Linked DNA regions of Mus musculus: regions 2, 3 and 4 are each linked to region 1. Evidence: chromatin contacts called from public HiChIP or PLAC-seq and promoter capture Hi-C data. All regions are on one chromosome and are shown on one strand. Each heading gives the region's core, a stretch centred on a gene start, on an enhancer-like site or on the middle of the called end of the contact. The rest is flanking DNA. Distances are from core to core; before and after follow the strand shown.

The links. Promoter capture Hi-C pulls out the DNA fragments that hold promoters and counts their contacts. HiChIP or PLAC-seq counts read pairs in DNA pulled down with a chosen protein or histone mark.
Region 2: a contact with region 1 is called in a promoter capture Hi-C map of liver, with 2.6 times the contacts expected there. The contact joins the promoter of Pgm2l1 here to the promoter of Gdpd5 in region 1. A contact is called at or near these places in 3 of 39 promoter capture datasets (liver and pre-B cells), 1 of 484 Hi-C or Micro-C datasets (embryonic stem cells) and 1 of 115 datasets of contacts at active chromatin or transcription factors (bone marrow-derived macrophages).
Region 3: a contact with region 1 is called in an H3K27ac HiChIP or PLAC-seq map of trophoblast stem cells, with 5 times the contacts expected there. The contact joins the promoter of Kcne3 here to the promoter of Gdpd5 in region 1. A contact is called at or near these places in 1 of 39 promoter capture datasets (neural stem cells), 1 of 115 datasets of contacts at active chromatin or transcription factors (trophoblast stem cells) and 1 of 9 other capture datasets (adipose tissue).
Region 4: a FOXA1 HiChIP or PLAC-seq map of pancreatic cancer cells shows a contact between it and region 1. The contact joins the promoter of Lipt2 here to the promoter of Gdpd5 in region 1. A contact is called at or near these places in 3 of 39 promoter capture datasets (liver and pre-B cells), 2 of 115 datasets of contacts at active chromatin or transcription factors (pancreatic cancer cells and trophoblast stem cells) and 1 of 9 other capture datasets (adipose tissue).

What each region holds. Positions count from the first base shown.
Region 1 is chr7:99,378,994-99,385,880 of GRCm38.p6, reverse strand. It overlaps Gdpd5 (glycerophosphodiester phosphodiesterase domain containing 5), which reads right to left and starts at 4,363. Exons shown (of 18, transcript NM_201352.3): 1 at 3,673-4,363.
Region 2 is chr7:100,223,290-100,230,176 of GRCm38.p6, reverse strand. It overlaps Pgm2l1 (phosphoglucomutase 2-like 1), which reads right to left and starts at 2,570. Exons shown (of 14, transcript NM_027629.3): 1 at 2,143-2,570. The coding sequence starts at 2,253. It overlaps Gm34877 (a long non-coding RNA gene), which reads left to right and starts at 2,772. Exons shown (of 3, transcript XR_869834.3): 1 at 2,772-3,047.
Region 3 is chr7:100,175,912-100,182,798 of GRCm38.p6, reverse strand. It overlaps Kcne3 (potassium voltage-gated channel, Isk-related subfamily, gene 3), which reads right to left and starts at 4,116. Exons shown (of 4, transcript NM_001360467.1): 1 at 4,033-4,116; 2 at 1,525-1,648; 3 at 1-117. Gm51453 (a long non-coding RNA gene) reads left to right here and starts at 4,108. Exons shown (of 3, transcript XR_003946660.1): 1 at 4,108-4,478; 2 at 4,568-4,999; 3 at 5,146-5,415. It overlaps Gm34821 (predicted gene, 34821), which reads left to right and starts at 6,129. Exons shown (of 4, transcript NR_169134.1): 1 at 6,129-6,231.
Region 4 is chr7:100,156,136-100,163,022 of GRCm38.p6, reverse strand. Lipt2 (lipoyl(octanoyl) transferase 2 (putative)) reads right to left here and starts at 3,746. Exons shown (of 2, transcript NM_026010.2): 1 at 3,276-3,746; 2 at 2,092-2,849. The coding sequence starts at 3,741. The coding sequence ends at 2,620. Gm51452 (a long non-coding RNA gene) reads left to right here and starts at 2,847. Exons shown (of 2, transcript XR_003946658.1): 1 at 2,847-2,928; 2 at 4,892-6,887.

The sequences.
Region 1 (6,887 bases), core at 3,114-5,613:
AAGAAGACTTGAGGCTAGGCTTGTCACATGCAAAGAATGCTTTCGAGGTACAGGGTGGAGTTGAGGACAGAAAACATCTCCTAAAAGCTGGCTAAGCGTCAGCTTTCATTCAGAGAGGAGCACAGATTCCCAGTTCAAATGGATGCAGGCCTGATTCTCGGTTCCCTGATGTTTAGCTGTTAAGAATTTGGGCAAGACAGAGAGTACCTCCATGCTCTCCAGTTTCCCGGAAAAACCAGCTGTTTTGTAGAGTTACCATGATGACAGTGTCTAAAGTGCTTGACACATTGTGTCGCTCGTCCTAAGTAGTAAGGGTATCAGCTATTACCTACATCGCCATGACAATAGAAGTAAAAGTATGGGCATTTCCCAAACGGTAAAATATTATTACTTTTATCAGTAGATGTTTACTGTGATATGGTAAACATTCATAGATGCCACCCTAGAGGGGTGGGCAATCCAGGAATATTTGAGGGTGGGATCGGTGACCCAATTGGGCCAAAGCAGAGAAAGTGAGAAGAGAGGAGGCAGGGATGTGGCTCGGATTGTCCCACAAGCAAAAGGGTAGATGGGTGTCCACATGTGGTGTGTTAAGTAGACAGTGATGACCAAGGAGCCTGAAGCCCCATTAGTGGCTGACTATGGCTGCCAAGGCCACACCCAAGGCCTGGTCTGGTCTCACTGTCACAGAGGGGCTCTAAACAGAGCCTCCATTTCTCTCCCACCCAATTGCTCAGCCCTCTCTGCATACGAATCACTACCCAGTATTACTGTTCCAGAATTCTCCTCCCTGCTCCACCTACCACACCATTTCATTCCCTAGCACACACTGACTCCCCTGTGTGCTCACACTGAAGCAGTCCTTTACTGTCCACCATGCATGCCTGACATTTTGCTTAGGTGACCCTATGGTCACCCATGGTGAACTTGAGAAACAAGCCTCACTATGCTATGGTCAGGTGTCTTGGCCTCCAGCCTCACTGTGAGCAGGTGGAACAAGCAAAATTCCCTAAAGACTCCCTGGCTGCCCCCACCCCCTCGCCCTTCCCCAACACCGCTGGAATCAGAGACCTGCAGCTTGATCCTAGCTGAGCTACTTTGGCTATTTTGGTTGCCTGTAGGTACCCCTGCCCCGACCCCCAACAGCACAGAGCTAGTGGATAATAGGTCCTTCTCTCCTTGTCCTGTTCCACATCACACACACACACACACACACACACACACACACACACACACACGCAGAGCACAACCCAGACTGAGGCACACACAGGAGCCCCTGGCCTCCTCTGGAGGGGCGGAAGCACAGCAGAGTGCTGCTATTTCCCTAGCCTGCCTCCCAGCGAGGGGAATGATAAATTATTCACTGTACCCTGTGCTGAGGGAGGCCAGACAATGGGCCACAGGGAATGGACACCAGCTCCTGCCCCACAGGAAGCCACAGTGGGTGTGAGGACTGTTAGAATCCAGGGCCCCTTCCCAGTGTCTCCAAGTAGATTAGAGAAGGCTTTGTAACTAGGAGAGGAAGCACAGGGAGCCTTATCTGCCCAGGAACCGAGATGGACAAAGCTGTTGAAGTCTCTCAGCCTGTGACTGCCACCTGTGTGTGTTCTAACCTCAAACAAGTTTGAGGATTTCCCAGACTTCCTGGTCAAAACTCCAGTTTCCTTTCTCCGTAGGGAAGGAACTGGATGGTAGCCAGGCACTGTGTATCTTTAGCTCAGTTAATCTTGGTGGGAGAGCCATTCCACTCTCCTAGAAAAGCAGAGGGCTCAGAGGGTAACATGGCTGCCCGTGACCCCGGAGGCCGAGTAGCTTCTTTACCACACAGCACTGACCACTGGCCACTTAGGCTCCAGTCTGCCGCTTAGCCCACCTGCATCACTTCTACAACACTTCACAGTTGACACTTAAATAGTCCCTGAAGCAAACTCAGCAGGCCTGAGTCAAAGATTTCACCTCTCTGAGCCTCAGCTTCCCACACAAGATAGCCTAAAATAGCAAGCCCATATTGGACAAGCTCCACAACTCCTTAGCACTCAACAGTTTGCCTGTGGGACCCTCTCTTTCCGAGTAGGTAGCACCGTGCTCTGACCCCCATCTTGCAGGTGAGACTTCAGAAGGAGGCTTCCCCTAGTCTCCTGCTCTGCCTCACCGGAGGTTCCCAGCTCTTTCCAGCACGCAGTGAAATGAGATCACAGGTGTGAAATTAGTTCATCAAAAAGGGAGCTCTGTTTAGATGCAAGGATTATTATGAGATCTGAATCCTCAGGCAGAGGTGGGGGAGGGGGAATCCCAAGCCCCTTAGACACCTTCTAGGCTGCTCGAACCCCTCCAACCCCAGGAACAGGCTTCTCGTCTTTAAGACCCTGCTCCATCTCCCAGGGGCTTTCCAAGGTAATTTCCCCACACTCCAGGGAGTCCAGCCCAACAAAGGTTAACCAGTTCCAGCCAGGGCCATAGTGCCCAGACCAAGGCCATATGCCACCCCAGCCCCACCCAGAACAAGAGCCCACAGAGTCCGTGCCAAATGCTCTTTCACAATACCCTCTCCTACAAAGATCCCAGGGCAGCGAGCAGGAGGAACTTCTGCCTGGGAATCAAGCACCTGGACTGTGTGTCCCCAGATCCGGCAGCCCTAACCTTAAGACCTGGAGAAGGTCTGCCCTGGGCCATTTTGCACATAGAGACTGGAGTCAGGCTTCTTTGAGCCCCAGTTCCAACCACACACACTCTCTGCAGTCTCATACACGCTTACCTCAACTGCATATTGGGGCTGGGGAAACCCTAGCCACAGACCGAAAAGGTGTGAACTAGGAAGGGGAGCAGACCCCTTGATGGATGTTTGGAAATCTTTCAGGTCTACTTCTCTCTCAACCACTCACTGGCTTTAGGACCTGGGGTCACTGTGCCCCCCACAAGTCTTCAGTGTCCTCATTAATAATGCCAAAGGAAGGTGGCTGAGTTCTGAGGGACCACAGCTCCAGCTTCCACATGGCTGTGTCTTGGGGACCAATATGGTGAGTCCTTTAACAGATAAAGAGTACTTCAGTAACTTGGGGACATTAACTATGGGAAGCAGGTTGTCCCTCCAGCCCGGACCCCGGGAAGAGATCTTTTGGAACAGGGAAGCCCTGCCTTCAACGCAGGTTCACCTTTCCTGGGAGGTGGCATGCCCATGACCCAAGAGTGGCTGGTAAGAAGGACCTCTTCGGCTTCAGGACCAGTGCCTGGATTTCGATGCCCCAGAGGCCCCCACCCTGCCAAGCTCTCACGTGCATGCAGGCTATCCACTTCTTTTCTTCTCCCCTCCCTCTTTGCTCTTTCTCTCTTTATCTTCTCCCTTCTCCCCAGTCTAATCCTCAACATGGAAGGCAGAGGACCTCAACCCTGCCACGCCTCAGTTTCCCCAACTGTCTGCGCCCATAACAATACACAATAGCTTTTATCTCGGGGTTGCTATGAGCTTTGGATAAGGAACGACTTGTGCAAGGGCGGGGCTCGGACCTGCACACAATGGGCACTCAATAAGTGCGGGCTTCTCTCTACTATCTTTCGCGCGCCCTCTCCTAAACAGTTCACTCTCTGCCCGTGTCCCCTCCACGCCCTCCGCTGACCCGGGCCCTGCCTCTAAGGCTCCCGGGACTGCTCCCGCCGCGCATCCGGGGCTCTCACCTGCAACCTCCGCTCGCTGGAGACTGTGGCAGGAGAAGCCCCTGTGTTCCCCTGGGAGCAAGCACCCCAAGATCCTTAACCTAGGGCGGAGAAAGGTGGCAGCTTCGACTCGCCCAGGGGTTCGGTCCGACTGTTCTGCCTGCTTGGGACCCCTCACGGTGCGCTGGACCCGGGCGGTGCCAGTACAGTTTCAAGTCCGGAGCAGTTCGGTCCAAGGCAGCTGAAGATTTGGTTCTCCAGGAGCTGGAGGCCGGTGGGCGTCCCGGCTCCTCTACACTCAAGTCCCAGAGCTGGGGCCACCTTGCGCCGACCAGGGGGCGGAGGACACTCCAGCAGAGATGGGTCAGTATGATGGGGCCGAGAACGTCCCGTCTCGGAACTCCGGATCAAGGCCGGGGCTCGAACGTCCCAGCAGCTCCAGACCACGGGGCTAGGAAAGTCCAGGCGCGGAATGCGGGGCTCGGACAAGCAGGGCAGGGCAGGGCAGGGCAGGCGGAGCGCCAGCGGCCGGAGCAAGGCGAAGAAGTCTGCCCAGGTCCCGACGCCGCTCACTCTGCAAATCTGGGCGGACCTGTGCCGGCAGCGGACTCCAGAGCTCCGGGCCGCCGCTCCACTTCCTCCTCTTACCGGCTCCCCGCTCACCGCTTGCTCAGCCTCGCGCCGCAGCCTCTGCTACTGCCGCTGTCACCCTAGCCGCCCACCCCCACCCGAGCTGCAAACCGAGCCGAGCCGAGCCGAGCCGAGCCGAGCCCTGCCGAGACAGCTCCGGAGCGCCTGCGAGCTTGGCCCCTCCCCTAAAGGGTGGGACCAACAGAAACCCCGCCCCTGGCCGGGCCGGGAGCAAAGGCGGGGCGTGAGAGACACTGCTAGGCCGGTCCCCGGCGCAGTTGGGCAGCAAGAGCCAATGGGAGAGTGGAAGAGGGGTGGAACTCTGCTGAGCGTGGTCTGGTGCCGCTGGAGAAGGACAATGAAAGCTGCGCGTAGCAAGCGAGCCAGCCGCCTGGAGATCAAGATGGTGGGCTCGGGGGCCTGGGTTGACTGTGACTGAGCACGAGGCCAGCAGTGGGAAAGGGCGAAGCATGGAGGAGGCGAGGTTAGGACTGGGATGTCCCTGGATGGCGGAACCTGGGGCGTAGCGTGATACAGCCAGCCTCTTGCTCCTCCCCGCTGCTAGGGCTCCTTGCACTGAGTAGCATTTGGGAGCAGTGCAAGGCTCTGATTTTAGGAAGCGATGCAAAAAAGTTTGTAAAAATAAAAAGCAGATCTGTTTCCCACACTTCCCCTTTCCCAGAGTTCTGCGGCTCAGGGAGGAACGTCGTTATCAGTTTCAAAAATATGAGCGGAGGTGTGTGAGGACAGCTCACTTCGAATCGTGACTTCTGTCGGCTGTGCACCTTCCCCACCCCTCCCTGTCTTTGAAGTATCCAGCGTCCTGTGTGAGGCACCGAACAGGAGTGAAGGGTTTGATATATGAATGAGTGTTGCGAGTGCGCGTGGGCAGGGCTTAAGTCACTAATTGGCTTGGGGAGCCCTAGGATGAGGCAGCCCAGCCCAGGTTCATCTGCAAGCCTCAAATCAATTTTCTGCGTGAAACCCCTTTGTCACTGCTGTGGACCAAGACTGTAGGGGGCGCATGGTGTTTTCCAGATTGCTGTTGCTGGTATAGGATTCTATCCACCAACTCTGTGACATTCCTGGACTAGACTGGCTCTGGAAGATGGCTTTAGCCTCCTAAGGCGATGCCAAGGTCATCCTTGACTACACAGTGAATGGAAGCCAGTGTGAGCCTGTCTCACAAGACATAATAATACCACCTTAAAGAAACTCAAGACACTGCAACTTGACAGTCGAATGAGTGAGGAACCACATGGGCTTAGAAGACCAAAGGAATGGCTTTCCTGACAGAAACAACAGCACTTACAAAGGACACCTCCAGAGATCTCTGCCTCGTATTGGTTAGCAGAGGCTTCCCTGAGCAGGTTACAGGCAAACTGAGGTCAAAAAAAGCTAGCAAGGTTAGTAGGAGTTGACCGTGCTCCTGAGAAATCCTGGCAGCAGTAGAGCAAAAGTCAAAGTGGGAGATTCCAGCGAGGCAGGTAGAAGGGAGTTCAGACTTATCCAAAGGACCAAAGATCTCTTAAGATCCTCCTGAGCCCACAGCCCAGCTGGATGCTGATGAGATCAAACTAGGAGGAGCTTGGAGTTTGGATTCCATTAGCAGAGGGCTGTGAGAAGTTTTCAGCACACTGTCAACATGATGGAGTTCTGTAGGGAAACAAGTGTCCTTAAAACACAGCGCCTAGGGGAGTGGCAAGGGCCTGCCTGAGGATTGAAGCTATCCATATCACACTTGGTAAGGGTGCCAAGATCTCGTATACCTTCCCCTTGGCCAAGAACCGTCAGCCTTCAGTTGTCAGCCCCACGGAGCCCTGAACTCTTAGCCTGCTATTGTAGCTCCTTGTCTTTCCACCTCTTCTCCCCCCCCCCCTCCCTCACACCTCTCTCAGATTCGCTAACAATGAACATCATCCCTACACAGTTCCTCCGAGTGGCTGCCCTTATGGTCCTCCTGGACTGTCGTGAATCCCACCTTGAGTTTATTCCTGCTCCCCTGCAGGACTGAGGTGAGAGTTGGAGAGCCAGTGCTCATCAGCTTGCCTGACTGCTGTGTCCTAGAGCCTTGCCTAGACTCAGTAATTGAGTCACAAATGTCACCTTCTCTGAGATGCCATCCTGAACTCCCAGGCAGCCTTTAGTCTGATTTGCTTACATGGAAGATTCTTTAAGAATGTTCATGCCTCATTTCCCTCCCCCTTCATGGCTGGGAGCTACTCTGTGGATGTATGTCCCCACCCACCATGGCCCTTGAGAGACCTCAGCGTTAGAAGATGAATGAATGAGGTTCTCAGAGTAGAGCTGTCTGGCTGTTAGGACAGCCTCTTCAGGAGGTCAGATGGACAGAATGTCCAAAAGAAAAAAGCTTTTCAGAACACAGCTTCCTCGATGACTCCTGAGGCCCACTTAAGGTCAGCAAGTGGTGAACGGCTGCTCAGGTCTCAAAACACCCACGTTTGCCCTCTGGCTGCCCCTATGGAGGAGAAGGAGTTTTCTGATCTGGGGCAATCTGGCCTTTTGTGGTGAGGGAGGCCACAGAGTGACAGTGGATGATTGGTGGTGGCTTTGTCTGGGAGGCTGTCAGTGCATGGCCTGGCTTG
Region 2 (6,887 bases), core at 1,321-3,820, 850 kb before region 1:
AATAGCAAATTGCCCTGAGACCAATTTATAGCTTATCACATGTTTCATCAATCTTCAAGAATCAGCAGCACTATCGGATTCCTTGATTGGTATTAATCAGAGATTGAGCTCAGACTCTCTGCATTAGAAGACTGTAAGTACAGTCAACATATAATGAAAACTTAAATTTCATTTTTTACTCTAAATTCTAGTGGCCTTGGACTTAGCCTAGCTTACTTAAATATCAATCTACAGTAGATAAACCTTTGTTTCTCAAATAAAAGCACTATCTCCCATTAAGAAAGAGACCAGCAATATATAATTAATAAAATTACTTAAATCTGTTTTTCTGTTAAGGCACTTATTACTTGTTCCCTATATTATATTTGGGAGCCATTGTTTTATCCTCTTATGCTCATTGAGGTCTACATTTATTTTATCTTCTCTCTCATGTAGGCTTTCCATGTATATTTCTTTTCATGTATATTCCATGTTCTCATAAAGTCTTCTTGAACCCACTTCATGATAACTCTCACTTCTGAACTCCCATAAGCACTGAATGACTGCAACCTTGTTTATTGCTACTATAACTGTTGGAGCATTATTTTTATATGCATTTTACAGTTCTTAAATATTTCAGTATATATTGGCAGTAGACAATAAAGTATTAATTCACTCAACTGGGATATTTATTAGGAAAAACACGGACAAAACTGATACTGAAAGAGAAAAGAGTGTCATTATTTTTAGTGTGGTGCACAAATCAGCAGAACTGGTATCAATCACCTGGAAGCTCACTAAGGCTGTCAGGCCCCACCCTAGTTGTCTGGTCAACAAATGCCTCAAGATTCCCAGATGATCTGTTAGCACTTTCGGGTCTGAGAAACATTGGTTCAGACTCTAGAAGAAGGATTAGAACATCTGAGAAATATATGACCCAGTAACACCAAATACTTTATTGTAATTGCTTATTTGTTGGACTTCCTTATCTACGAACTAAAGGCTTGCTGACGGCAAGAACTCTTTCTATCTTTCTCACCACCAGCATTTCCTGTCTGGCCTAGAACACTCAGTATTTAGTTGGGTTTTTTTGTTTGTTTGTTTTGTTTTGTTTCCCTTCTTAAATGCATAGATACCTGGAAAAAAATGAAAATAAACTTTTTCAGAAAGCTAATTAAGTAGTTCTTTTGTATAACAAAATCTCACATACCTCCATACAAACCCCTTAATTCAGTTTTAAATGTGCTGCCTTTTTTGTTTTAGCAGCTGTATCATATGCACTTGAGAAAACAAACACTGGGATTATCATCCCACCCTCTGAAAAAGCCTCCAAGAGCCTCGTTTACAAGTGAAAAGGATGCATTTTAATTCTAGCTTTCACCAACCCACCCTATATACCTGCACAAGGGGAGGGAGAGAGAAGAAACGATGGCATCAGCAATTCTGAAATTCCTAAGCAATTCCTAAATATCTGATCAGAATCTGCCTTTTAAGATTTGAGAATGGTGCAAATTCTATCAGTACAACTAGACTATTCTAGATGTCCATGACAATTTTTTGAACAGGATACTTCCAATAAATAACTGCCGGCAGAGGAATGAAATAAGAGGAGAACCCTTGTCACATTTAATAGCAAAAGGTGATACCAGAAAATAAGAGTGAAATAGACTAGCGAATACCTAGCCAGCGATTACCTAGTGACAGAGGGTGGAAACACAGCAGAGCAACATAGTGAGTGGTTAGTAACGTTCAAGAACCAGAAGCCACTTTCTGGTTCTGCAGAGAAGGAAGTCAAAGGAGAAAGAGGAAAGGTGATGGATGCATAGTACACAGAGGATAACTTACAACGATGAGAATGAGGACGAAGTATTTTGACCATGAGAGATGATACTCACTGGAAGGGAAGGGGCAGCAAGGGAGGAAGCGGGACTGCGGTGTAGCCTACCACAAAAGAAAGAGACTGCAGTCGTCCCTGCCCAGCCCAGCCCGCCGGGGAAAGCAGCCCCTGCATAGGTGAGAGGCATCGCCCAACTCCACTAGCCCTGCGCTGGCTGGAGCCATCTCCCCTGGAGCCTCCAGAGCCCTGGGTGGGTACCGGAAAGGGTGGACTGTGCGAGGGTGAGCAGAAAGAGGGGACAGATGCCGGGGTGACCAGGTACCCACCTTGTCCCAACGCAGCCACTGCCCGATGGCCGTGTCTAGCTGGGGGTCCCCAGTGAGGTAGGGGGCGTGGAGCAGGTTAGAGTTCAGGTCATCATCTGCGTTCTCAGCCATGGTAGACACACGGGTTTGCGGGCCCGAGGGGCGGGCGAAGACACTGAGTCAGGGGGGCTCTAGGTGCGCTCACCAGGGTCCAGAAACCCCCTCCTTGACGAAGGGCATCGGAGACCAACCGCGAGCTGTTCAGTCCGCGCCAGCTCCTGCCGCAGCTCCAGCGAACCCGGAGAGAGGGCGGAGACAGGACAGCCGCCTCCCAGCAGACTAGCTCCGGATCTCAGCTCGAACTGACTGAGGCGGGCGTGAGGCGAGAGAACAACAACAGTCCCAGATGTCTGGGTCGCCGCCTTCGCCCGCGCCGCCTTAGGCCCCGCCCCCGCGCCGCCCGCGCCGCCCCCGCCCGCCCCGGCCCGTCCGAGTGCCCGAGGCATGAGGCGCGAGCCCGGGAGCGCGCGCCCCGCACCTCCGCTGCAGCGTTTGCTGTCCGCTGAGGCGACAGTGCACAGCTGGCTTTGTTTTTTTAATGCCGTTCCTCAGCTGTCTTTCCCTTATCACCCGCCCCGCACTCGCACGTGCGCCTCCACCTGGTGTCCCCGTCGTCTCAAGCAGCCCGCCTCTGCACTCACTAGGAGAGTCCCCGGCGCGCGCAGGCCCCACCCTCTTCGCCTCAGGGCTTGGTCTCGCTTGGGAGCCCAAAGTGGCGCGCGTGACGCCTCACGGGAGTTGTAGTTTTCCCCGGTTCCCCGAGTTCTGTACACCCGTTGCCTTTCCCTTCCCTCGGAGAGAAAAAGCACCACCTGTTCCCTGACGCTTCTTACTTATGTTGTGCAGTGGTGGTCTCCTGCTTTAAGGTAAAAAAGGAATGACGTAAGGAACAACGGTATCTATTTGTACTTGAAAGTTTACGAGTCGTTTTTTGTCATTTCATTCATCCTGTGTGGTAGGTTGTATGTATATTCCTTTCCCACTTTACACAGAAGGAACTGAAAGGCAAACCGAATTTTCTGAGCAGTAGCGTTCCTGAGAAATGAATGCGGGTTTCAGTCTGTTATGTTACCTCAGCTGGCAGTTGTTTTTGTTCAGTTGTAGCCGCGGAATAGAGGTAGAGAGAATATAATGTCTGGAAAATAGATAAGAAGGTTGTCAGATGATGGGTCAGCATTTAACCCTATTTTAAGAATGTACAAACATCATAAAATTCATGAACAAGTAGGAATACAGAGGAAAAAAGAAATGAACACCTTCACTTTCTTTCTTCTATAAATGTGCGCCTTTCAGGTCTCATTACTTGAGGCCAGAGAAATACTGAAGTCTTGTATATGGACCACTCTGCTTTCTCTGTTTTTGAGACAGGGTCTCCTCTATGGCTTTGGCTAGCCTTGAACATAATATACGCCAGGCTGAAATTGAACTCTTGAGTGCTGGAATTCCAGGTGTGCACCACCACACTGTGCCAAATACCTTCTTGGTGTGACTTGACCAAGTATATTAAAACTCTTCCTCATCAGCCTTTTGCTCTTGTAAGGATTATATAATATTTATAGCATGACAGTACAGTAATTGAAGAAATAGTTTTAGAGTGTTTTGAGGCTCAAAGATAAAAGACATAATAAATCCAAAGTATTCCTTTTATTTTTTAAAGACATCATTTGTTCTAATAAAATCCAAACTACTAGCATAAAATAATTGTATTGAGAGATTCTGAAAAATAATATATGTCATTGTAAGGGGTTGCAGTGTTTGCCTTAAAAATCAACAAAACAAGAATTATGCTAGGAGCTGATATTAGAAGAATATAAACAATTCCCTTCAAGAAGTAAAATCTAGGGCTGGAGTGATGCTTCAGCTGTTAAAGCTAGGGTCACAACCAAAATCCCCAGAAATAAAATCTGGAGAGATAGGATATGTGCAAGAATGTTTAGTCCACGATGAAGAGCTTGCTGCAAATAGTGGAAATGAAACCATCAAGCAGGAGGACCTGCACTGGGATTTCAAGAACAGGAAATAAGCCAACTGAGAAAAAAGGAGAGGGCATTTCAAATCCATTAGTGAGTGATTCTCAAGTCCACTATGAGGTTGTTTAAAATATATTTTATATTAGTGAACATAAATCCCAGCAATCCTGAATTTTGAAATGGCCGCGGTACCTCCATAAAGATAGCTGTTGATTGTGACCTAGATGGTCATTATCAAAGTACATATTAGAACCAACATGTTGGCATCCTCTGGAAGCATATTAAGAGATGCAAATTTTAGTACTCAGTAAAGTTCTACTGAAACAGATTTGCATTTTAACAAATCTAATAATTAATATTTAAATATTTTATGCAGTATTTTTTATGAGGCAATTTCCCCCCCCCCAAGACAGGGTTTCTCTGTATAGCCCTGGCTGTCCTAGAACTCACTCTGTAGACCAGACTGGCCTCAAACTCAGAAATCCGCCTGCCTCTGCCTCCCGAATACTGGGATTAAAGGTGTGCGCCACCACCGCCTGGCTGAGACAATTAGTTTTAAATACCAAGTAATAGTACCAAATCAGCAACTTTCAATATATGAAATGATATAGGACATGTAGTAAAAACAGGAGAACACAGGCTCTACTTAAATACCCCTTTCAACCAATGTTTCCTTACTTTTATCAGCAAAATCCTAACAGATATTACGGGTTACCTGAGTCTTCCCCAACAGGTTAGTTAGACTTATTGGTTAGACACTGAAAGGTAACTACGGAGACTCTCAATTCACTCAATCTGAGAACATTGTGTGTCCAGAAGGGGAAGTTGGGAAACTCTCAGAAGCTTTCCATTTCTATTGGGGTTTGTCCAAAGGGTCCTGTGTTTTTACTGTATTTTTATTTGCTAAAAGTTTGTCAACTCTGTGACTGTGAAAGTGAGGTCTTGGTTCTCAGAATGGAAATGCATTCTGAGAAATGAATTGTGAGGCAATTTTATCATTAGATGAACATCATAGAGTGACTATAGCATCATTTTGTAAGGAAAAACCTTACGAGACCACAGTTACATAGGCAGTCCCCTTTTTGACACAAATGTGACATTATACATAATTGTATACTATAATCAATAATGTATGCATTTTTGTTATGCCATATGCATGTATCAATTATACGTGTTATATATATTTATAGTTGTGTCATTGTGTCAGTCAGCTATCCATTACTGTGACAAAATGCTTAAATAAATCAACTTAATAGAAAAAAAGGTTAATTTGGGCCTACAATGTCACAGACCTCAGGTTATGGTCATTTGGCTCTGTTGTTTTAGATGTGTGGAAAAGCAGTCTGTTACAGCAAGGAGTAAAAAGTAGAGCAAAAGTTGGGTGTGGTGGCACATGCCTTTAATCCCAGCACTTGGGAGGCAGAGGCAGGCGGATTTCTGAGTCTGAGGCCAGCCTGATCTACAGAGTGAGTTCCAGGACAGCCAGGGCTATACAGAGAAACCCTGTCTTGAAAAAACAAAACAAAACAAAACAAAAAAGTAGAGCAAAGATGCTCACCTCATGGTGGCCAGGAAGTGTGAGTTAGGAAGAGGCTTGTAGGTCTCAATATGCTATTCAAGGACATGTCCCAGTGGCTGGTCTACAGTTTACAATGGAAGCCCAAAGAAGTTGGTTCTGATAATGGTGAAGGAATGTACCAGCTACAGGATAGGATAAATGGATTTACCAGGAAGAATGAGAGCAAATTTGAGGTGGGGAGAGTTTCCTTCTTCCATGTCTTTATCTGGGCTAGTGGTATCCAGGCTGAGTCTTCCTGCTTCAGATAATCTAATCAAGGAAATTTCTCACAGAAGTGTGCAGTGCCTTATGTTTTATTTGGCTCCAGATACAGTCAAGTTGACAAGCAAGATCGTTAGCTATCACTACCATGTCCTCTAAAGCCTTGCCAGGTCCTGGATGTGGCACACTAAATACAACTCAGGAATAAGATATTAAATCCTTTTAAAATTTAAAATATATTGTTGTGTGTATGTGCGTGGTATGTGTATGTGCGTGGTGTGTGTGTGTGTGTGTGTGTGTGTGTGTGTGTGTGTGTGTGTGTGTTGCAACAGCATATGTGTGAAGGTCAACAAACTACTGTGGGAATCAGTTCTCTTATTCCACCATATGGGGCCTTGGAATGGAACTAGGGTCATCAGGCTAGGTGGCAAGTACCTTTACCTGCTGATCCATCTTGTCTGCCAACAAAGACATTAAATCTTGAAGAAATCTGTCATTTTGTTTTATGTAAAGAGTATATTCTCTTCTTGTTGCTTACTGAAATACCTGTCATAAACCCTAGTTAGCTTTTTATTAATAAAGGGTGTGTGTGTGTGTGTGTGTGTGTGTGTGTGTGTAAAAAGGAAGAATTATGTAAGCAATGTCCTCCTTTCAGGCCTCTTCTGATGCACGGAACTATAACAATAACAAACAGAAAGAGATCTTCGTGTAAGGTCTAGCTAATGGCTGCAGGCACAACAGGGCTACAGTGAAGCAAAGTGACAGACCCAGGGTGCAAATTATAAGGAGGCCCTGCTCTCATCCTTGTCCAGGTGTAAAGCTGCTGCCTGTGTGTGAGTGCCTCATTCCATTTTCAGTATCTATCTTTAGATATGATTCAGATGCCATATAATCTATGCATTTAAAGTATTCAATTAAACGGTTTTTAAAAATCATTCATAGATGCATATATATAT
Region 3 (6,887 bases), core at 2,867-5,366, 800 kb before region 1:
TCTGAGACATCTTTGAGGATCTCTTCGTGGATGTCCCACAACCCCTCAGTTCCTTGCAAGGTGCATCTGGAAGCAGCCAGAGTCGTGGTGTTAACAGGAAAGGCCCAGAGCTAGAAACTGGGAAGGAGGCAGAAGAGGAGGAAGAGGAAGGAACCAGAGACACAAACCTCAGAACCAAGGGTGATCTCCCAGTTCCTAAGGGTTGCGCAAGCATCTTTCTGTGGCTTCTGACCCACCCATACTCCTTTCCCCTTCCTGCAACAACTGGCTCAAGCTAGCCTAGAGTTATAGTTACAGAACTATGCAGTGGCCAAGGGACATCTGATTGCTGTCTCCCCAGTCCAGGCTCACAACATCTTAATCAGGTGACTTTTTGACAATGGAACAACCTAAAACCCTTCTCCTCCCTGAGGGTGCTGGTAGATCAGTAGGAGCCTTTTAGTATCCCAAGGTAAAAATGGTAGTTTGCAGTCTCATAGAAATAAATGACACATTACTAATCAAATCTGTTTGGACAGACAGCATGTGGATGTGTCCCAGCGAGCTGTCGAGATGGCTCTGTGAGTAAAGGTACTTGCTGCTAAATTTGATGGCCTGAGTTTGATCCTGCACCCTAGTGGAGAGAGCCAACGCCTGAAAACTGCCCTCTGACCTCCACATGCACACCCCCCTCCAATAAATGTAATAAAATAATTAAAATGAACGTGTCCTAGAATTAACTCTCTGTAGCATGGCTTTGTCATGAAGATTAAAGAGAATTATGTAAGTTTTGGCTGTAAATCCCACAGAAAGCAGCGACAGTTTGTGTAGCACAGGAACTGGACAGGACTTCAGAGTTCACCAAGGCTGACTGTCCTCATTTTACAGTCTTATAGTAAAGGAAATGGAAGCCCGGGCAGCTGTCTTTGTCCCACTGCTACTTGTGTGACTCTGGGCATGTGATTCCCCTCCCCCCTTTTAATCTCAGCTTCTATCTGCATCTGTAAAATGAAGGGGTCATGGTCAGCTCAAATATCCTGTGACATTATGAATCACGGAACCATGTTGTGAGATCTTGGGAGACTGAGTGGCTGGTGGAAGCAGCCCTTGGGTAGCCTTCTAGAGGACTTCAAGCCCAAGACAGAGAGGCTACAGAGTCTTCCCAGCAGGCTCAGATATTTCTGAGGCTGGGGATTGACTTATACCTGACATTCCAGCCTAGGTAAGGTGAGGACCAAATGGATCCACTTCCTCCTTTTTCCTCTTAGCCTCTTATCTGTAAGGGTGATCTGGCCCAGGGGAAGAGACAGAGTGTGTGGGAAGTTGGGGTAAGAAGCAAGTGAAGGACAGGGTGGGACTCATGAGTGGAGTCAAACTGGAACCCATCAGACCTTCCCATCAGGGCCTCTCAGACCACAGAGGTCATAGTATGTATCCTTCAGTGCTGGGTTTGGGTGGAGACAAGAAGGCAGATTCTGGGCATCCTGTTGGGGTAAGGAGAAGCAGAGAGCTGAAGAAGGGACAGACCGGTTGCCTATAACCCACCTCTTGGTTCCAAATGGGCACAGACAGAAACACTGGTGTTTTGTTTCTCTTCCTTGAGTCCCCGGATTTCCAACTCCTAGAGAGTCATTGATTATCAAGTTTCCAGGATGGACGTGGCAGAGCCCTGTTGTAGAGAGGCCTTTGATTGAAATAGACAATGGGCTAGCTTAGAAAGCAGACTAACAGCTACTGAGCAAACTGGAAAACAAACAAACTAACTAACTAACTAACTAACTAACTAACTAACGATTATCGAACTCTTCTCTATGTGGCTCTGCCTTGGCTCTGTTTCCCTGTGGCTCTCCCAGTGTTTGTGACCATGATAATGAACGCCAGGCTGTGAGCTCATTGGACAGTCCTTGCACTCCCACGCCTCTTGCCTTTACTCATATTCTTTTCTTAAGCAGGAATTCCTTTACACTTTCTGTCTGCTTGGCAAGCTCATTCTTCAAGACCCTGCTCTATACCACCAGCTTAGAGCCGGTCCAGAAACACCCCTCTCCCCTACTCAATAACTAGTCAGTTTCCCCTCTTGTTTGTTACCAGAGTGCCTTCAAAACAGCCTCATTAGAGAACTGGGCCATTTGGAATCTGTTTGTGAGTGTCGATGTGGGCCCAGTGTATCCCTGCACATATGCTTGGAGGTTTCAGGGCAGGGGCCTCATGCATTTCTTTATTCTTCAGGCCTGTTTACATAGTGAGCACCAAAAAGAACAAGTGACTCAATCTCTCTCCTATAAGAGAGTACCCTCCCCAACTCATCCCCTAACAGCTTCATGGAATCAGCTTTCAATGTTTTAATAGAAAACCAAAGTAGAAAAGACTCCCAGTTACCCCAAGATAAGCTGCCTTAGATAGAGGGGAGGCCCCTTGAGCAGGTGGCATGGGGCAAGAGAGGGAAATTCTGAGTCTCCTTTGGAAACCCAGACACTTCCCACATCTGATCTGAGCCCGTTTATCCAAAGGGCAAACATTCTTGGCCCCCAGAGAACGGTAAATGGTTTTGCAATGCTCTTCCCTGTGTACCTACCAAAGGTGTGGCCATCCACACCCACAGAAGGCACACAGATAGCCCAAGTCTCAGCCTGTGATCTCGCCTTTCAAGAGTACCTTTCATGATCCTAGTTCTGCCTATGTGACCTTGAATGCTTTTCCTCTGAACCATATCTGTAAGACGGAGGTAATTACCAGTGCCCAGCTCACCTCGTGAGAACTGGGGGAGACAATAGGCGGAGCAGGCATGAGAAAGTTACTGGGAACCCTGCTCACATTGTTCCCATAGCCATCCATGGCTCAGCTCACCTCTGAGAGCAGTCATCCCAAGTGCCTACCTTCTGCTGTGCCCTCTCACAGCCCACAGCCACCAAGGGTCGCCCACCTCCTTTGTGTCCCACCCTTTCTGATGAATCCTGCAGGTCCTTGCCATTTACAAGTGCCTTCCCTGCCCCTACTTGGCCAGTCTGTGTAGCCAAGCATAGGATGGAGGTTCTTGGTCTTGCCTGCCTCCCTCTTAGAAGGTACTTCAAGCTCCCCTGCGTTACAGATAGAAAACATGCCCTGAGGAATTTGAACTGAAGAAAGTTGCTAGTCGGTTTTCATCTTCCGGGAGTCAACAGACTTTAAAGGCAGTTTTTAATGCCTCCAGTTATCGCACCCCTCCATTTGCAATTTACAGAGTGGCTGGAGCCAGAGAGAATGAGTTTATTCGATATCTGTACGTGAAATAAGAGTCCTGGGCTAGGAGTGAGGAAACACTGGTTCTAATTCAATATGGTCCCTGGTGATAAGATTATCCTGGGTCCTCAGTTTCCTCCCATGCAAATTAATAAAGAGAAGGAGGCAGAGATTAGGACTTTGCTTCCCGGGGCTCTAACACACTGGCTGAGACACCTCCCAAACATTCCCCTTTGCCCTAATTGGATTACATGGGGGCAACTGGAGCAGGAGACCCATTTTACAGGAGGTGACCTAAGAAAGCATAAGGCACAAAGCCATGGTTGACCTGCATCAATTTACACTACCTGAAAACTAGAACCCAAGACTCCTGACTTTCAACCTAGAATTGCTACTAACAGCGGAAGATGCTTCAGCCCGTCCCGGGATTTCGGAGGATCTGATCGCCGAGGGCTGGTCACAGTGGAGTAGAATGGGTAGGGCAGTTCTGCAGAGCCCGCAGCTTTGGTAGAGCAAGACTGACTCCTGGAATGTTATTTCCGTGAGTGTCCCGCTGCAGACCTGTGAGTGTCCTCTTATCGGTAGGAGAGGAGGAGCCTTTGCTGCCTGGAGGAAAGCCTGGGAGAGCGCCTTCGGACCACACACGACTTTCCATGCGCAGCGAAACTCTCTAATCCCTATAGTTCCTGGGAATACCTGCTTTTCTCACTAAGGAAGATCCACTCTGTGTTTTAGCAGCACCCCACGTCGGGTCCCCCCTCTGAAGGAAAACACCGAAACCCTGCACGTCTTGCCCGGACTATGGATAGCTTTTCCAACCCTGTAGCGCCTTACCCGCCTCTACGATCTGTCTCCGGTGAACACTGCAATAATGCCCAGATGCGCTCAGTGCTCTCAGATCTCTGCACGCCTACTGGCTCTGGCTCCCTTTTCCTTCCCAGGGTGTCCCTCCTCTGGCCCCGCCCTGCCTTAGCACTCCAGCTTCAGCGTTGGCTGTCTTGGGGCGCCTCCGCCCAGCTCCTTAGCCTTAACCGGGTGCGGTTGCGGGGAACCACCTGCTTCCTGGATCCCAGACAGAATTTTTCTCGTCTGTGTCTCCTTTAAGTCTCAGCCAACCTAGCGAAAAGCTGATTTCCAAACACCCAGACCAAGCGCTAGGTTTTGGTGGAGTCGGGCTTGGTACCTGTGTAGCTGTGTGGCACTGGGCAGCTCCTCTCTGGGGCCTTGGTTTCCTGTCTATGGGTACCACCATTCCTGCACTCGCTCTTCACAGGGTTACGGTAAGATTAGAAGTGTTTTCAGAATCCAAAATACTAAAACCGGAATAGCCAAAGAAAACATCTGATTCTAAGACATACCCTGTTTTCAGTTTGCAGACGCCCAAATTGGGGAGGTGATTCTACACTCAGCAAGCAAGTCAGCGCAGAGCTCGGTCAGAGCTTGGTCTCAGAATCCACGTACTCTAGCAGGCATCTCCCCCCTCAGTAGTCTGTGTCACATGCCCGGTCTCAACTTGTATCCACTCACTTCTTAACTGGTGTCTGTCCCAGAACACTTGTTTTCCAGCCACTGGGTCCACATCCAAATTGTTTCTGATGATATTAAAAATTGTTTCTGTTGATATAGAAGAGACGCTGATAAGTGTCATTTTCCTGTTGATGACAGAAATAGGGATCTGCCTCTCAGGGACTCTGTAGCAACCACTTATCCAAGCTCTCTTCACTAGCGGAGGTCACACAACGAACACACTCAGATGAGCTCCCTCACAATTCTCGCAAAGATCTACTGCAGTATTTCCAAGGTGAGTAATTTCCATCACAGAATATTAGGATATGATTACCTAATACGTGCTTAGGGAAAAACAAGATTGCCACGTGGTGGGCTTTTTGTGCATAATTGCTAATCTCCTTCAGAACACATCCTTGTTGTGTTGTTTCTGTGTGGCAGGTTTCTATCCAGCCGTTCCTCCCTAAGCTGGACACCACCTCTGAGAGCCGTCATCCCGATTACCCCAGTATGCGCTGCTCCAGTCTGCACACCGAGGGCGGTGGGCTCCTCCTGGGAGGTTTGGATTCAAAAGACCCAGAGTGGGGCCCAGAAATCAGCATTCAGAGTTTTGCCTCTGTAGATGTCTGTGCACCGCTTACATGCCAGGTGCCCTCAAGGCCAGTCTTAAGCACCATTGGGAGACTGGGAATCTCGTTTCTCTTTTCTTTTTTTCTTTGTTTGTTTATGTGATTTTTGAGACAGGGTTTCTCTGTATAGCCCTGGCTGTTCTGAAACTCACTCTGTAGACCCAGCTAGCCTCAAACTCCCAGAGCTCTGCCTACCTCTGCCTGCTCAGCACTGGGATTAAAGATGTGCCCTGCCTCCCCCTGACAAAACTCCTAGGCACACAACAAACAAGAACAATGACAAAACTCAACAGGGGTAGAGTGATGGTTCAGCAGCTAAGAGCACCTGCTGCGTTTGCGGGGGACCCTGTTAGGTTTCCAGTACCCATCTAGGATCTCACAACCATCTGTGACTCCAGTTTTAGGGGATCTAATGCCCTCTCCTGACCTCCACTGGTAGCAGGCACACATGTGGGGTAATAGGCCATACAGCTGGGCAAAATAATCATAGACATTAAATAAAACAATTAAATCTGAAAAAAAATTAAAACTAGCCTTGTCAGGTGGTGGTGACCCACTCAGGAGGCAGAAGTAGGCAGATCTCTGAGTTCAAGACCAACCTGTTCTACAGAGGGAGTTCCAGGACAGGCAAGGCTATATAGAAAAACCTGAGAGAGAGAGAGAGAGAGAGAGAGAGACTTGCCTTGGTTCAGTCAAGGTCCTCCCTCTTTTCCTAGTTTGGGAAGAACTTTGCATTCTTGACATAGGGGAGCAACAACTGTCCCTGTCAGGAGTGCTCTGAGGACACAGACGATCTGTTCCAATAATGCTTTAGAATCAGAAACTCTGATTCATACCACCTTAGAGTTCTAGAATCATTCGGCACAGAACCTAAGCAAGAAGGACTTACAGCTCTCTGGTCAGTTCCCCTCCAGGCGAATCCTCTGTAGTTCACGTTGCCACAAGGCTGTCCAGCTTCACCAATGACATGGTGGAAGCTCATTGTCTCAAAAACAGGAAGTGGCCCCTGTTGTCAGGACATCTATCTTCACATCTCAACTGCCTCCTTCTGCCCTTCAGTCTCTGCTCCCACTGGGAACATGAACCATTAACCTAATCTTTCCTTTAGAGAGGGCAACTGACCAAGGAGCCATTGGAAAATGGTCTGGGTGGTCTCATATCCTCCAGCTGGGCTCTGGGTGGCTTCATGTCCCCCAGCTGGGCTCTGGGTGGCCTCATGTCCCCCAGCTGGGCTTTGCAGGCTTCCAATGAGGCTGGACAGAATGATGTGTGCACCAGGCAGTGGGGATGTGTGCAGTAAAGGCATTGCTCCTTTGAGAAGAAAGGGGGCAGAGTGTCCCTGAGGAACTAAGATGGGGAGTGTGAAGGGGAGGAGTGGAGATGGAGACTGGGATGTGCTGACTTGGGCTAGGGGAAGAGACTCAACCTAGAGATATAGACAAATGTATGTATAGATAAGACTCACCTTCAAGTCTTAGCTTCAATGCCCACTTCTTGTGGAGTCCTCTCTTAACCACTCTATTCCTTCTCTTACTCCCTAAACCCCTCCAGTTT
Region 4 (6,887 bases), core at 2,497-4,996, 780 kb before region 1:
CTGTAGCTGTCTTTAGACACACCAGAAGAGGGTGTCAGATTTCATTACAGATGGTTGTGAGCCACCATGTGCTGGGATTTGAACTCAGAACCTTCAGAAGAGCAGTCAGTACTCTTAACTGCTGAGCCATCTCTCTAGCCCCATCTTATATCTTTTGTTGTCTTCACTACATTAGCCAGGCCAGTTGACCCTGCAGGTTTATGGTCTCTCCTGTCTCTGCATCTCATATTACCACGGGAACTCTGGGTTTAACAGATGTGCACTTCTTAGGGTTTCTATTGCTGCAGTGAAACACCATGACCCCAAGAAGCTGTGAAGAGAGAGTTTATTTGGCTTACACTTTTATATTGTAGGTCATCACTGAAGGGAGTCAGAGCAGGGACTCAAACAGGGCAGGGACCTGGAGGCAGGAGCTGATGCAGAGGCGATGTAGGGGTGCTGAGTGCTGGCTTGCTCCCCATGGCTTGCTCAGCCTGCTTGCTTTTTTACAGACCCCAGGACCACCAGCCCACAGATAGCATCTGAAAATGTGCCCCCCACAACCCCAACCATCACTAATTACGAAAACACCCTACAGGCTTTCCTGCAGCCTGATCTTAAAGAGGCATTTTCTCATTTCCAGCACCTTCCTCTCACATGACTCTAGATTGTGTCAAGTTGACATAAGACTATCCGGCCTAACTGTGTGCCTGCCAGTTTTTATGTGGGTTCTGGGACTTGAATTCAGGTCCTCACATTTCCACAAGCGCTTTAATACACTGAGCCATCTCCCAGCCCACAATGGGAGGCTCTTTACACGGTTCAATTCCACTCAGTTTTTATGGCTGGTCTCCTGTATGCCAGGCTCAGCAGTTGCTTGCCAGAGATATGAAGGAAACAAGACAGTCACAGTTCTATTCTTAAAGGCCCTACTGCCATGAGGCAAAGCTACAGGACCTGGGGACAGCTCCCTTAAGAAAAGCAACGGAGGCAGGGCAGCGGTGGCACACACCTTTAAGCCTGCACTAAGGAAACAGAGGGAGGTGGATCTCTGAATTTTAGGCCAGCTTGGTCTACAGAGTGAGTTCTAGGACAGTTAAACACAGAGAAACCTTGTCTTGAAAAACCAACCTCTCCCCCCACAAAAAAAAAAAAAAAATCAGCGGAGAACAGACTGTAACAATCATAATGAGAGCAGGTGCGGAGCACTGGCTCTGTGCTAATATTATCTCAGTGTGCTCCCTGCCATTAGGCTATGTGACTCCTCTCTCGCCTAGGCAGAAACCTTCACACTGCTTCATACTGTGAAGGTGTGGCTCAGGAAGGTCAACTCAGTCAGCCACCAGGTAGCTATCCTCTACGACCCAGAATAGCACATGCCGGTCGGTGCTCACACACAGAATAGCACAGGTCAGTGCTCACACAGGATGGGGAGTTCAAGGTCATCCTTGGCTACATAGCACGTTCTAGGTCAGCCTGGGCTGAGACCATTGTCAAAACTCAAGTAAATGAAGGCAGACATGGTTTCAGGCACGGGCTTAGATAGGGGGTGGGTAGTCAAGTGAGGCTTCTTGAAAGTATAAGGCATGCACTGACTCAGTGAAGACAGTAAAACTATGAAATACTAATGTCATACTGCTTCAAAAAGCCTTTTTAAATGAATTGAGGCGAATGTCTTAGAACCATTAAAGCCTTTTTAATGAGTCTGCATGGTGAGGAACTGAGGCTTTTCATCGACAACTAGAAGCAACCAAGCAATCACAATGGAGTGAGCCATCTTGGAAAGTGAACTCCAGCATAGTTAAGCCTTCCAATGACAACTGACCTTTAAATGGAAGCTCTGGTAAGACTCCAACCAACCCAAGTCCATTTCTTCCAAATTCCCAATCAATGAGAATTGAGGTAATGTGTTCCTTGGCTGTCTTGAATCACAGATTTTCTGCTTCTTAGCAGGCCTGACATGCACACAGATCTAGGAATCCCACTTAGGAAAATCTTTCCTCTCTAGTCTTTGTATGCATGGAGGGAGTACCTTGTCTTTATGAAGCCTCTAACCCATCTCTGTTGACCTCAAGCAAAAATAGGTAAATTATCAAACTTGAGACATTCAACCCAGAAAGGCAAAACTATTTTATTTTATTTTTTTGAAGAGGCTTTCTCCTTTACTGAAGAAAGACCCAGGTCTCCTGAGAAGAGTAACTTTATCACTTCCCTGGGCCTCACAGAGATTTGGTTCCCACAGAACTCAAAAAACCTAAGAGTCAAAACTGCTGTTAGATACAACTGATACAATTGCTGTTAGCACTGAAAAAGTAGCAAGTAATTAGGAAATGGCAGTTGATAATAACACTGGAGTGTCTCCATTAACAGGTGTTAATGGTCATGGGGATGCTTTAGGTAGCCTGTGACTTTTCATAGTATTTTCATAATGTCGTCTGAGGTAGGTGAGGAGATACAGGGAGCAATTGCTCAGGGCCTGTCATGGTCAGTGAATCAGAGTAGTTCTGGGGACTCAGTCAGACTAGCAATTGCTCAGGGCCTGTCATGGTCAGTGAATCAGAGTAGTTCTGGGGACTCAGTCAGACTAGAAGCTTTCTATTGTAGAACCATCATCCCAAGGATAAGGTGAATGAATGTCCTTCAGCTGGGGCTGTCCTCAGAGATTAACGTGCACTTGAAAGTCTCCTTGAATGCCACAAGGAATGATGGCATTACTTCATCCACAGTGACAAGTCTTTGAAGCGCCTCACTCAGGGAAGTGACTCCAGTTCCAACCAGTCCACAAGGCACAATGTGCTCAAACCATGTGAGGTCGGTTGAACAGTTCAGAGCCAAGCCGTGGGACGTGATGTGTCTTCCACAGCGGACTCCTGCAAGACAAGCCAAAATATCTTAGCATAGTTATACTTCCCTTCTTTGGGAGCCTCAGGATCCCTCTGGGGCTGAAAGGTAAGGAGGCCTGGGCACAATCCCTTGAAACTTGGATGGAACACTGACTGGATCTGGGGGCTAAGTCAATGGCGGTGGGGGCTGTGGTTACACATCAGCTGCCCTTATTTTCGAGATTCGTTTAACACAAGAATTGCGTTTGCATTGGAAGTTTTAAATTTTGGCATCCTGTCTCCCGTTATGAGTCACAGGAAGAAACCTGGCAATTCATACTGAACTAGAGGACTCTTTTGTCTCAGCTCCATGAGGGAGGTCAGTGGCTCATGCCCAGAGTTCATGTCCAGCCCAGCGCTCCCCGATGTTAGCCCTGCCCAGGCTCCGCCCCGGTCCCGCCCCGGCGCGCTCACCGATCGCGCAGATCTTGCGCTCCCCCAGCCAGACGCCAGTGTAGGGCGGCGGCCGCGCGCGGGCGCCCTGCAGGCCCCGAAGTTCGCACAGTCGCACGGCGCACGCCTCCAGCGCCGCCACGTGGGTGCGCAGGCGCAGGCCTAGGAGCCGCAAGTCAAGCACCGGGTGGCAGAGCAACTGGCCCGGGCCGTGGAAAGTGGCCAGGCCGCCGCGGCCGGTGGCGCGCACCTCGGCGCCCAAGGCCCTCAGCCGCGTAGTCTCCTCGGGTGTCAGGCCACCGCGTAGCCCGCCCGTGTATACGGGCCCCGCTGGCTCGCAGACCAAGAGCACACCCGCTTTGGTCCCCGACAGGGTCCCAGGGCGAGGGTCTGCCTGTAGCCGCCGTAGCCAATGCTCCTGCAACGCCAGCAGCTCCGAGTAGTGCACCCGACCAAGCCAAACGAGCCGGACCACAGGCAGCGACATCGCGCGGGAGGCGGCGTGCGTGGGCCACGCCTTCTGGCGGGTCTCGGGGCGGGGACTCTGGGCCACGCCCCTGAGCTTCAGCCCGAGTGGAGCTTCAGTTCCCGCCTACCTGTGTGACCCGAAGTCCAGGCAGGATTGGTCTTAACCACCCATTCATTCCAATAATCATTTTTTAGTATGTTCTGTGTTCTGCAGGAACTTGGACCGTGCAGTGTAGAGTATTTGAGAAACGAAGATCCAACCCTGGAAGCTTAGGTGTTCACAGCTGACAAGCTAATATTAAAGTTTTTTTTTTTGACAATATTCAGAAATTGTCTTTCTGTTTCACCATGTAAATTCTTTTTTTTAATTTAATTAATTTATTTATTACGTATTTTCCTCAATGATGGAAAGAAAAACAGAATTCAGTAATATGTTGAGTTCCTCGAAAACTGAAAGGGAGACTAGTGTGCAAAGAGGTTTATTGTGGATCGGTGTGGGACGTAGCAGGTACTTCAAGATATATAAGACTTGAAAGAAACAGGATTAGGCAGAAGCTGTAGTTGAGCAGAGAAATAGTTGCATTAGATTCTTTCCTTAGCTATCCCCCAGGAATGCTCCGAGTCTGGCCTGACCCATTAGAATTATTCTAGATTAAAGCAAATGGGACATCCTACATAGATGGGTCACAAAAACAAGCTACTCCTGGGAAGGCACCGTTACCTTTGTAGGAGTTGCTTCCATTATGAAGCCCTGATCTCTGAAGGGAGCTCCAGCTTGAGTCATCATACAACCCAGTCCCAGAAGCCGAGGGAAGGACAGGGGACGGGAAGCCAGAATATCAAGATTAATTGTGATTAATTGGCCCAGAAACCCTTCCTGACCTGAGCTTTATACAACAGAGAATGTGCCAGAAAAGTCCCCAGAACTACAATTTGGAGAGGTAGATGTCTTATCAAAGTCTTATAAAGGGTCCTGAGCCCTCAGTCCCCAAGGCTTTTACTTAGCCCACTAGCTCACGCCCATTCTTGGGAGTGTTTTTCTTTTTTTAATAACCAGCCCCTGTTTCTAACCACACTGTGTGTCTCTGGTGTGGTATTCTAACCTGGGACATAATCTCAGATCTGCACTGACCACTAATTTTTTCCCCTTTTCTTTATTTCCTTTTCAGATATCGGCCTAAAGCCTGAGCCTACATCGTTGCACTGTGGACTTTCTCACTCTCTGAACCCCTCCACCTCTGCCATGCAGGTTCTCCCCTCCCTCCTCCATCACAGAAGATCCTCCTGCCTCTGCCTCCTACGTGCTGGGATGGACTTTGACTGTTAATAGCTCCAGTAACACTGAGTGTGGGTGGGCCAGGAAGCAGAAAGAGGAAGAACAGAATACCAACCAGAGTGAGGCTCAATGCCAAGAATTAATAAGGCGGACAGACTGGCATGGGCAAACATATATAATAGCAGGTTTCAGAGCGGATGACAAAAGTTATTGTGAGTCATCAACATGGGGATGTGGTTTAAAAAATAAACATTGAGATAGCTCCAGGCTCTGGGAGAAGAAGAGACATTGGGAAACCCTGTTCCAGAGCACCTAAATCTTATTAATAATTCCGTGTAGGGTGGGGAAAGTAACTGCAGCGATTTGGTTCCTGCACAAGATGAACTCAGTGTTCCTGCTGAATACTTGTCCTGGTGTGAAGCAGAATAAGGAGGAAAGCCAGGGATCTGGGTACATCTTCTGTTCCGTCACTGTGTGTTTGCACTCCTATGGGGTAGGTGATACACAGTTTGATTCTTGGGTCCTCATCTCCTCTAACTAGTGTCTGACACCTATAGGGCCTTAGTAGATATTTGCAGAATGAAAGAACAACCGTTTAAATCATTTGTTGTGGGTGTCATTGAACTGAGACCCTTCACCAAGGCCATGTGGCAGCCTCCAAGCCCCTAAAATGATCCCAAATTTTCAGGACCTAAGGAGGTCATTGTTGTAAAAGGTGTTTACTCGTAGCATGCTGAATCCAATCTACACCCGCCAGGCTCAGCCTAGAGTCTCCCTCCCCACCCTGCCCCCCTCTTATTTCCCTCAACACTACATCTGAACCTCTGCTGACTCTAATCTACCTCGGTTATCCTGGATTAGACTCATTACCTGCCCCTTGCCAGTCCCATGGCTCTAGAGCACAGATAATAGTTACCACTTAGATAATATTTGTCATGTGTTAGACACTCTAAAAAATTTAAAATCATCAATGCATCTACTGTCTGTCATGAGAATGCTATGTTAGAAATATAGTTGGATACATTTACTCTTTCTTTTTTATTGGGTATTTATTTCATTTATATTTCCAATGCTATCCCAAAAGCCCCCCACACGCTCCCCCACCCACTCCCCTACCCACCCCACTCCCACTTCTTGGCCCTGGCGTTCCCCTGTACTGAGGCATATAAAGTTTGCACGACCAATGGGCCTCTCTTTCCACTGATGGCTGACTAGGCCATCTTCTGATTCATATGCAGCTAGAGACACGAGCTGGGGGGGAGGGGGTAATTGGCTAGTTCATATTGTTGTTCCACCTATAGGATTGCAGATCCCTTCAGCTCCTTGGGTACTTTCTCTAGCTCCTCCTTTGGGGGCCCTGTGATCCATCCAATAGCTGACTGTGAGCATCCACTTCTGTGTTTGCCAGGCCCCGGCATAGTCTCACAAGAGACAGCCATATATGGGTCCTTTCAGCAAAATCTTGCTAGTGTATGCAATGGTGTCAGCGTTTGGAAGCTGATTATAGGATGGATCCCCGGATATGGCAGTCTCTAGATGGTCAATCCTTTCGTCTCAGCTCCAAACTTTGTCTCTGTAACTCCTTCCATGGGTGTATTGTTCCCAATTCTAAGAAGGGGCAAAGTGTCCACACTTTGGTCTTCATTCTTCTTGAGTTTCATGCGTTTAGCAAATTTTATCTTATATCTTGGGTATTCTAAATTTCTGGACTAATATCCACTTATCAGTGAGTACATATTGTGGGAGTTCTTTTATGATTGGGTTACCTCACTCAGGATGATACCCTCCAGGTCCATCCATTTGCCTAGGAATTTCATAAATTCATTCTTTTTAATAGCTGAGTAGTACTCCATTGTGTAAATGTACCACATTTTCTGTATCCATTCCTC